Regions from separate parts of the Sus scrofa genome. Here region 1 is linked to region 2. A link is a contact called in public HiChIP or PLAC-seq data. All regions are on one chromosome and are shown on one strand. The core of a region is the stretch at or near the end of the contact, and the rest is flanking DNA. Distances in the headings are between cores, read along the strand shown. Region 1 has its middle 32 kb from the start of FABP5. Region 2 has its middle 51 kb from the start of IMPA1.

The links. HiChIP or PLAC-seq counts read pairs in DNA pulled down with a chosen protein or histone mark.
Region 1: a contact with region 2 is called in an H3K27ac HiChIP or PLAC-seq map of alveolar macrophages. The contact joins two enhancer-like sites. A contact is called at or near these places in 4 of 47 Hi-C or Micro-C datasets (embryonic fibroblasts, heart right ventricle and retroperitoneal adipose tissue) and 1 of 2 datasets of contacts at active chromatin or transcription factors (alveolar macrophages).

Annotation. Positions count from the first base shown.
Region 1 is chr4:55,248,006-55,253,522 of Sscrofa11.1, forward strand. No RefSeq gene overlaps it. Among named protein-coding and RNA genes, the nearest start is that of FABP5, 32 kb to the right of the region's middle. Within about 2 kb of position 2,411, at least 2 of the 83 cell types and tissues checked have an H3K27ac peak or open chromatin away from gene starts, as enhancers often do. A contact at or near this core is called in alveolar macrophages, where this site is marked.
Region 2 is chr4:54,992,455-54,997,877 of Sscrofa11.1, forward strand. No RefSeq gene overlaps it. Among named protein-coding and RNA genes, the nearest start is that of IMPA1, 51 kb to the left of the region's middle. Within about 2 kb of position 2,492, at least 4 of the 83 cell types and tissues checked have an H3K27ac peak or open chromatin away from gene starts, as enhancers often do. A contact at or near this core is called in alveolar macrophages, where this site is marked.

The sequences.
Region 1 (5,517 bases), core at 1,161-3,660, 260 kb after region 2:
ACAAGAAAGTGGGATAGTAGCCAGGTTACCTTGTTTTATCTTGTTTTCTTGCACTTAAACTCCATTACCCGTGGGGATCTGTGTTTGGCACTTCATGCCTCCTTGGAAACACCTGCACTCAACCTATAATGCCACACTAACGAGTTAGTGTTCTACTTTGAATGTTCAAGTTACTCCCACAACCAGGTAACAGCCATAATATCAACTTCCAGGAAATAGAACCATTGGATTTTTAGTCCAGGCTTATTTAACCTCTAGTAAACAATCTTGGACTCTAACACGAAACAATTTTACATTAAGTGAAAGAAAATACATGAGTTAGAGGAAATCAACTGAAACACAGTTTTATAACACACATGAAAGTAATGATTTTAAAACAGTCGTTCTGTCTACAGGATACTGATACTTGGAAAATTCTGTGGCTAAACTTAGCAAGGCTTTGGTCTTTGATGTTGCCAACTATGAATCTGATGGGTCAGAAAGTGGCAATGGAGGCAAAAGGGATACTATTTAGATACTGCCAATAAATGAGATAGAAATCAAATAGAAAGATGGCACATGGCAAGAAAGAGTAGCTGAATTATCAAATGAGGATTGTATGTCATTTTGGCAATCAAGATTTCTCAACATGTTTTTCACAAGATGTTATTTGGTATTTTACAATAAAAGCTTCTGAGCAATGATACTTGGAAAATATTAGATTTGACTATGATTCTTGTAGGATTTTTTCAGAGTCTACAATATGCTAAGCAGTCTTAGTAATGTCTAATAAAGGATTTTAAGCACAGAGCCCTACTTCTCTAACTTACTTGACCTTGTGATTTTTTTGTAAAATATCTCAAATACTGTTCAGAATTACCAATTTAACTAGATCTGTGACCAAAGAATTAATTTTTAGTGCAATCTTTCAAAACTTTTATAAATGAATATAGCCAAAGCAATCGCTTAATATTGTAATTAGGGGAAAATTCTTACTTGAAAGAAATTCTGGACCTGGACTTAGCAATGGAAAACTCAATCAGAATAGAGAAAAGAGGAGATCCCACCATGGCTCAGTGGTTAACAAACCCAGCTAGTATCCATGAGGATGCGGATCCAATCCCTGGCCTCACTTAGTGGGGTAAGGATCCAGTGTAGTCATGAGATGTAGTGCAGGTCACAGACATGGCTTGGATTCCATGGTGCTGTGGCTGTGGTGTAGGCTGGCAGCTACAGCTCTGATTTGACCCCTATCCTGGGAACTTCTGTATGCCACAGGTGCAGCCCTAAAAAGCAACAACAACAACAAAAATTCTTGAAAGGTATGTACAGATCTGTGTGACTTGCCATGCAAAGAAAAGCTAAATGGAAGTTATTTCATCTATCTGAATTAAAAAGAAATCTGAAAATTCTGTAAAATTAGAGCATTAAATTTGTTTTTTGTCATTGTCCCAGTAACTAACAGGCTAATGTTTTTAACAGTAAATCTCCGCAGAGGAAGTTTACTGAGCTGAGATTTTCCTTGTAATATTAAATACAGTCTAAAGAATATTTTGGCTTCTTTTTTTTTTTTTTAATTCCAAGGCTGATGCATGAATCTATTCTAAGAACAGCAAATTACACAGAAGACATAGGATGCCTAGGAGACAGAAGAGGTGTGTCCAAGATCTAGTTCTGCTACCATCTTTGGACAATGAGCAAACCGCTTCAGGCATCATTTCCCTGATGCAAAATGAAAAAGTTAGATCATTGTAAGGATCCTCCTAGCCTTCTTTTTCTTTTTTTTCTTTTTTTTTTTTCTTTTTTTTTTTTTTTTTTTTTTTTCTTGTTTGGCCGCACCTGTGGCATGTGGATGTTCCTGGATCAGGAATCAAATCCAAGCCACAGCTTCAACCTATGCCACAACTGAATCAATGCTGGATCCTTAACCCACTGCACCACAGCAGAAACTCTGGATCCTCCTAGCTTTCAAAAGCCATGACTTGAAAATAATTTTTTAATGTGTCAGCCCTTTCAGCTAAAACTCAAATAAGTAGAATGAGTGTGGATATCCCCTATTGTAAAGTAATGCAAAGCTTTCCAAAGGCTATTTCACTGTGCTCTTGCGAAGCCCATTCCTAAAGGGAGATGCCTATCAATCTCATGTATTGAAGCTAAAGGCACCTTGGAGGTCAAGGGGGGAGGAAGCCTGAAGGAACAAGTTCTGCAGAGTTCAAAACCACACAGATCTGCCCCTTTGACAAGCCATTCACACACTACAAAATAACCATTTTGTTTTTCCCTGATTTTGCGAATTTTTCTGAACTTTCTATTTTGAATCGCATGTAAATTGGAGCTAGGATGTGAGCCCAAGTGATATAAGTTTGCATATGGAAAGTCAAGATATCCAGGGGCTCATTTTAGGAGGAAATTTCTACATCTTTGAGGCATTTGTGTGACTCATGACATCTAGTGGTCAAAAACTGGGAAATAGGATATATAAGGTAGAGGAAGCGGGAAGGAGGAGAAACTATAGATAAAGGAAGAACTGCTTTTTCACGAAACGCTGGTCCATAGAGGTGTCTGGTTCCGGGATCCCTTATTCAAGAAGAATCAACTTGAAGAAAACAGAAAATACAAAGGGTGAAATGATTATTTAAAATAAAAAGTCTAAAGAATCTGGAACTATGCCACCTAGGGAGAATGAGGAAGAATTTCATCCATTTATCTTCCTCCCATCTAGCAGTTTGAAAAACAATCATTCGAGCATTTCTGTAATCTGCCATTGCTCAGTACAAGTGTGCATAGATCCACATTGGTTTTTAGGACAGTGAACTGACAGGTCAGCATCTTTTTCTTTCATGTGAACATCTTTTTTATTTCCCATGGTTGATGCAGTGTTTGGAAAATGATTTTAAGAAAAGAAAACTCACAATTATTCATTATAAGTCTACTTGCAAATTCTCCAGAGAAGAGATGTAAACCTGGAGTTCCTTTTCAATAAAAACAGTAACTTATATTCCTTCTTATATTCCTCATTCCTAAAAAGTGAGAATCAGAAAGATAATAAGAATCAAAAGAGAGGAGATGCATAGAGTTTGAATGAATTTGAAATACTAATTCACTGGTTGGGTCCAAGCAAGAATGAGCACCACTGTTTATAGGGAAATCCTTGTTAATAAAAATATTCCTAGAAGTTGTTATAAGTGATCATTCCTTCTGGTTCCTCTCTCAACTTTTTGGCATTTCCTAATGAGATCCACCCTAGGAACTTTATCACAGAAGGTTTACCAGCTCTAATAGCCACATTCCTATATATATATATATAGAGAGAGAGAGAGAAAGAGAGAGAGAGAGAATACATTTCATCCTTTAAAACAAACCATAACCTATTGCTGGCCTCTCCTATCTGAAGTATATTCCAGGATATTAGCGGCTCTTACAAAAATTTATTTTATAAGCTGTAGGGATAATGTCAGATGAGGTCATGCAAGTCCCCTCCTTTTGAAAGCCAAGCCCTTAAAATTATGGTATAAATGCCTTGCCTAAGAAGGAAGACCCCCATTAATATATCACTCTAGTTATTAATTTATATATTTAAATTAGTTTGAGATTTCTCCACAATTATTTATCAATCTGGATTCTCTATACTACTGGTCCCTTTCATTATTATAAATAACCAAGAACTGAGAGACTCTGGATTTCTTTCCAGATACTGAGAATTTTCTGAGAATTGGCTCAGTTGATACCTATTTCCTGTAACTCTGAAGCCAAAAAGTTCAAATTGGAGATATCTGCTATGCATAGAGAGATAAGGCAAGAAAGAAGGAAGAGAAGAAAGAAGGAAGAGAGGGAGGAAGGAAGGAAGGAAGGAAAGAAAGAAAGAAAGAAAGAAAGAGAAAGAAAGAGAGAGAGAGAGAGAAAGAAAGAAAGAAAGAAAGAAAGAAAGAAAGAAAGAAAGAAAGAAAGAAAGAAAAAGAAAGAGAGAAAGAAATAAAGAAGAAGTAGGATATAAGATTAGCATTCAGGAGTTCTTGTCGTGGCTCATTGGTGACAAATCCGACTGGGAACCATGGGGTTACGGGTTCGATCCCTGGCCTTACTCAGTAGGCTAAGGATCCGGCATTGCAGTGAGATGTGGTGTAGGTCACAGAAGCGGCTCAGATCTGGTGTTGCTGTGGCTCTGGCCTAGGCTGGCAGCTACAGCTCCAATTGGATCCCTAGCCTGGGAACTTCCATATGCTGCAGGAGCGTCTCTAGAAAAGGCAAAAGACAAAAGAAAAAAAGAAAAAAAAAAAAAGATTAACTTTCAGAAATCAGTCGCATTTCTGTATACTAACAATGAAATATTAGAAAAGGAATACAAAAATACAATACCTTTTAAAATTGAACCCTAAAAAATCAAATACCTGGGAATACACCTGACCAAGGAGATAGAGGACTTATATGCTAAGAACTATAAAGCATTAATCAAGGAAATTAAAGACGATGTAAAGAAATGCAAAGATATTCCATGCTCCTGGATTGGAAAAATCAATATTGTAAAAGTGGCTAGACTACCCAAAGCAATCTACAGATTCAATGCAATCCCTATCAAATTACCCATGACATTTTTCACAGAACTAGAACAAACAAACCAAATATTTATATGGAAGCACAAAAGACCCAGAATTGCCAAAGTAATCCTGAGGAACAAAAACCAAGCAGGAAGCATAACTCTCCCAGACCTCAGGCAATATTACAAAGCCAGTGTGGTACTGGTGCAAAAACAGACAGACAGACAAATGGAACAGATTAGAGAACCCAGAAATAAACCCAGATACCTATGGTCAATTAATCCTTGACAAAGGAGGCAAGAACATAAAATGGGAAAAAGAAAGTCTTTTCAGTAAGTATTGCTGGGAAACCTGGACAGCTGCATGTAAATCAATGAAACTAGAACACACCCTCATGCCATGCATGAAAATAAACTCAAAATGGCTGAAAGACTTAAATATACGACAGGACACCATCAAACTCCTAGAAGAGAACATAGGCAAAACATTCTCTGACATCAACGTCATGAATATTTTCTCAGGTCAGTCTCCCAAAGCAACAGAAATAAAAGCAAAAATAAATCAATGGGATCTAATCAAACTGAAAAGCTTTTGCACAGCAAAGGAAACCAAAAAGAAAACAAAAAAACAACTTACAGAATGGGAGAAAATAATTTCAAATGATGCAACTGACAAGGGCTTAATCTCAAGACTATACAAGCAACTTATACAACTCAACAGCAAAAAAGCCAACCACCCAATGGAAAAAATGGGCAAAAGACCTGAATAGACATTTCTCCAAGGAAGATGTACAGATGGCCAACATGCCCATGAAAAAATGCTCAACACCCCTGATTATTATAGAAATGCAAATCAAATCTACCATGGGATACCACCTCACTCCAGTCAGCATGGCCATCATTAATAAGTCACAAATAACAAATACTGGAGGGGGCGTGGAGAAAAGGGAACCCTCCTGCACTGCTGGTGGGAATGTAAGCTGGTACAACCACTATGGAAAACA
Region 2 (5,423 bases), core at 1,242-3,741:
CCCTTCCCTTTTCCTCCCCAGCTCCAGCCCTGGTCTTTTCTTTTCATCCCTCTCCTCCACGACAGAAGCTGTGGCCCTGGCCATGTCATTGTGTTCCTGAGTCTCCTGCTGCTCCCCACCCTTCACCCCCTCCCTTTGTGCAGACTCCATTACAATAAATTTTAAATGAAAACCTGAGCAAAAATAAAGGGAAAACTATCAGCTTTAAGACCACACTTGAATCGCTCCTCCCTCCTACTGTTTATAGACTCAAGCTTAAACCAGGCTTCTTACCTGCTGTTTGCACTTAAGTCTCCAGACATGTCAGCAGGCTTGCTCCTGAGCCCCACCCTGTGTCACTGGTATCATCAGAGCTGATTTTCCCCTTGAGGCTTATACCAGATCATATCTTTCTGTGCGATGTATGGCTTGTTCCAAACAAGCCTCCACTTTGTTCTTATAGCTAAATAATTATGACCTTCCAACTCTTTCAGGACCCAGTTTCTATCTAATGTGGAAGTGGAATTTGCAAAGTTTAAATTTCATGAGCCCTGTTCTACTTATCCTATAAACAAATAATGCATTAAAAATACCATTAAATCTGAAAGCCCACACAGCTACTCATTTTAAGCAGCAACATTTGCTAAGATATATATATATATATATATATATATATTTTTTTTTTTTTTTTTTTTTTAAGGCCCTGTCTGTGGCATGTGGAAATTCCCAGGCTAGGGGTTGAATCAGAGCTGCACCTGAGGCCACAGCCAGGAGAAATCTGAGCCACATCTACCACCTACGCCACAGCTTATGGCAAAGTTGGATCCTTAACTCACTGAGAAGAAAGTCCAGGGATCCAACCTGGACACCGTGTCAGGTTCTTAACCTGCTGAGCCACAATGGTAACTCTGATATATATATATATATATATATACACACATATATACATATATACACACCTATATATATACATGTTATATATTTTAATATTTTAAATATTCTCCTCTGGAGGTGTCTAGCTTAAAAACCTGAGAGCTGGAGTTCCCGTCGTGGCGCAGTGGTTAACGAATCCGACTAGGAACCATGAGGTTGAGGGTTCGATCCCTGCCCTTGCTCAGCGGGTTAACGATCCGGCGTTGCCGTGAGCTGTGGTGTAGGTTGCAGATGCGGCTTGGATCCCGCGTTGCTGTGGCTCTGGCGTAGGCCGGCAAGTACAGCTCCGATTCAACCCCTAGCCTGGGAACCTCCATATGCCGTGGGAGCGGCCCAAGAAATAGCAACAATAACAACAACAACAACAACAACAACAACAACAACAAAAGACAAAAGACAAAAAAACAAACAAACAAAAAACCTGAGAGCTGGAGCAGGCGAGGCAGGGCATGTGTGTGGCAGTGGACTTATTGCATAACACTTGGGTCTAAGAAATGTCACATTCCTGGAGTTCCCCTTGTGGCTCAGCGGAAACAATCTGACTAGTATCCATGAGGACGCAGGTTCCATCCCTGGCCTTGCTCTGTGGGTTAAGGGTCTGGCATTGCTCTGAGCTGTGGGGTAGGTCACAGAAGCATTTCGGGTCCCATGTTGCTGTGGCTCTGGCTTAGGCTAGCGACTATAGCTCCAACTGGACCCCTAGCCTGGGAACCTCCATATGCCATGGGTGTGGCCCTAAAAAGACAAAAGACAAAAAAAAAAAAAAAAGAAAAAAGAAAAAGAAATGTCACATTCCTTTATTTGTTCAATATCAAATCAAATCTGGTTGTGAGCTTTGTCTTCCTAATCTCAGGTTTCGGGGGAATTCCTTCTGTTTCCTGAGGGTCAAAAGGGAGTGTTTCCAGAAGTAAGGACATTAAGGTGTAGACATTTGGACCACAGCTGAAGTCCTCCTTGTCCAAGCCCTGCAGGTGGGCAGCTGTGTGGCCCCTCCAGGCTGAGCCGAGGTGGAAGAGCCCTTGAGAGCCTGCTCTTCCTCCCTTCAAACCTGCTACCCAGCCTTCAAGTCCTTTGTGGAACCTCAGCGTTTCTACTCAGCGGGAGACCCTGGGCTGCTACTCCTCTTGAAAACCAGCCTCTTCTAAATCTGTCCCCTCCAATCACCCCTGTCTAGACCTGGTTTTAGAGATTTGCTCTACGGCATCTTCAAGGTCAGGCTGTTAAAACAAAGTCATCTTGCAAATATATTCTCCCATTTAGTAGGTTGCCTTTTTGTTTTGTTAAAGGTTTCCTTCATTGTATTTCACTGTGCTGTACACCTGCAATGAATACAATATTATGTCAACTATAATTCAATTTTTAAAAAGACATCTTATTTCTTGTCAACAACAAAAGCTTCCAAGATGAAATTACTTGGATAAAAATGTAAGGATGAGGAGTTCCTGGTGTGACTCAGTGGGTTAAGAACCTGACGTAGTGTCCACGAGGATGCAGGTTTGATCCCTGGCCTCACTCAGTGGGTTAAGGATCTTGTGATGCCTCAGGCTGAGGCGTGGGTGACAGATGTGGTTCAGATTCAGTGTTGCTGTGGCTGTGACGTAGGCTGGCAACTGCAGCTCCTGTTTGACCCCAGCCAGGAAACGTCCATATACCAAAGATGTGGCAATTAAAAGAAAAAAAGAAAAGAATCAAGGAAGAGAGAAAAAAAGTCTCACTCTCTCCTGAATCTTAAGCTATAGGAAGAATAAGATAGAATTTGATATCTCTATAAACTATTTTGTTATGTATTTGACTAAAGCCCATTGCCTCGCTACAGCTTCTCTTTCAAGCCAAACTTTAAAATGTAGGCAGAAAGGCCTGTTGCAAATAATTCAATGGGCGGTTAAGCATCATCAGCTGGACTTGTGCCCAGTGTACCGGTGAAAGGGTTTTTTGGAACCGTGCTTTCTGGGGACAATGGAAACTTCCAGGGGATTAGATTGGGATCATTATCTAAATTCTCACTGGGAAGATATGCTTCTATGGAAAGTGTCTTAAAACCACCAAGGAAGATTAGATTCTGGTCTTATCTTTGTTTTGTAAGTCTACATTTTAGGCAACAGTACATGTGTGTCTACTCTGTGCAAAAAAATAACAAAGCAGTCCTTGAGTAGACCACTGTCTTTTTGGATTAAAGGAACAGGTTTATTTAATGGACTCATTTTGTGATTCAGAAAAAAGATTTTAAGTTTTAGAGTCAAAAATTCACCCATATTACTTAATGCTCAGAAATTACTATGAATTAAAAAAAGCAAACTGGAAATTATCTCAGAATATATAATTGTACCAGTTTCAATTTCAAGCATTAATAAACTGAACCAATATAGTACCATCAAAATTCAGGTTCTTACATTTTTTTTTCTTTAACAAAGTAAGCATATTTGTAATTAGAACCTGAACATTTGCAAATGTATTAATTCTGAGAATCAGGACCTAACTTGAATATCACTGAGAATTTGGGTGAATGAAGCTATGCTCTGGTATGTTTCTTTTAAAAAAGTTGTTTTTTTTTTTCCGGGTATGGAAAATTTTCTTAACAGAACACACCGTTCTTTCTAACCAATATATTCCCAGCATTTAAGCACCACCATTAGTATAGGCCAGACAGTTAATGAATATTTGTTGAATGGATGAATAAAGAGAAATGAATAAACCTGAATTAAAAAGTCACATTTCTAAAAAAAAAAAGAAATTCTTAGTTTTTCTTTTCTTTCCTTTAAATAAATTAAGATGTAATTGAGGTATAACATTGTGTTAAGTTTAAGATGTACGAAGGTATTGATTTGATACACTTAACATATTGCAATATGATAACCATTGTAGTGTTAACTACTGCTTCTATCACATCACATAGTTATTATTTCTTTTTTGTGGTGAGAATGTTTGAGATCTTGTCTCTTGAAAACTCTGAGATCTACGATACAGTACTGTTGACCATAATCATTGTGATGCATCAGATCTCCAGGACTTCTTCACCTCACAACTGGAAGTTTGTACCCATTGACCAACATTTCACTGGTTCCCTCATTTCCCCCAGCCCCTGGTAACCATCATTCTACTCTCTGTTTCTCGGAATTTGACTTTCTTAGGGTTCACATATAAATGAGATTATATGATATCTGTCATCTTCTGTCTGATTTATCTCACTTAGCATAATGCACACTGGCACAAGTCCATGTTGTCACAAATGGCAGGATTTCCTTCTTTCTCAAGGCTGCACAGGATGGCTCCCCCAACCCTCAACACAGAATTATCCAGACCAAATGTCAACGGTTCTGCTGTTGACATCTCTTGGTGTTTACCAGTCCAGACAGGAATGCTTCTGTGGCTTTAAGACAGCAGATGCTGGGATGGAGCCGTTATGAGGCTATGGCAGCTCCAACAAAGGTGAAGTCAGCAGGTGCCAACAGAATCCTCTCTATTACCAGAAAGCTGATCTTATTTATTTATTTATTTGTCTTTTGCCCTCAGCATATGGAGGTTCCCAGGCTAGGGGTCTAATCAGAGCTGTAGCTGCCGGCCTATGCCAGAGCCACAGCAACTCGGGATCCAAGCCGCGTCTGCAAACTACACCACAGTTCATGGCAACGCCGGATCCTTAACCCACTGAGTAAGGCCAGGGATCGAACCCGAAGCCTCATGATTCCTAGTCGGATTTGTTAACCACTTGAGCCACAATAAGAACTCCCCCCAGAAAGCTGATCTTTATACGCTGCTTTGAAGAAATGGGGGGGACTGAGGTTAATGGAATATAAGTGTGAGATGGTCTTAGCCTTTTGAGAGCGACTGTAGAAGCAGAGGAGAAATTTCTCGATGAGATTATAGTATGAGATTTGCATTATTTTTGATAAATTTTAAATCAGCATGTTTCTATCTCAACCTTATCTCAGAAGAGCACTCAGTGTTCTTTTGTGAAATAACTTCCAAGAAATAACTTCAGATTTTTTTTTCTGGCATATTAAAGAGGTGAGAATAAATGGAAACAAAATAGACATTTCTTTTTCTTTAATAATAGAAGCCCATCTTCAGATCATTGTTGAAAGAAATATATTCAAAACTTTTATTTCACACCATCAAACTTGAGAAATTTCACTTCCAAACATTTGCTTGTTTAAATCGTTTTGTTTTTATCCTAATTCAAGATAATTTAATCAAAAAGTATTTATGAACATGATCATTAATAATATTAATGCATTTAAAGAAGAGTAGTAAAATGCCAGTAACAGTGTAATTTTTCATCTGAAAGAAGCTTAGTAGGTACCAGATAAATGATAATGAAGAATTAAATTGCATTTGCTTTAAAGGGACTTTTATTTTAAGCTTTTCTCAGGGCTTATTTTTCAATCTAAACATTTTGCGTCATGGCTGAGAAAATTAGGAAACAAATTAAAAGAGCATGTCTTTAATTTGAAAAATTCTTCCTAGAGATTTTTTTTTCTCATTTTAGAAATGAGCCTGAGTCATTTAAACTA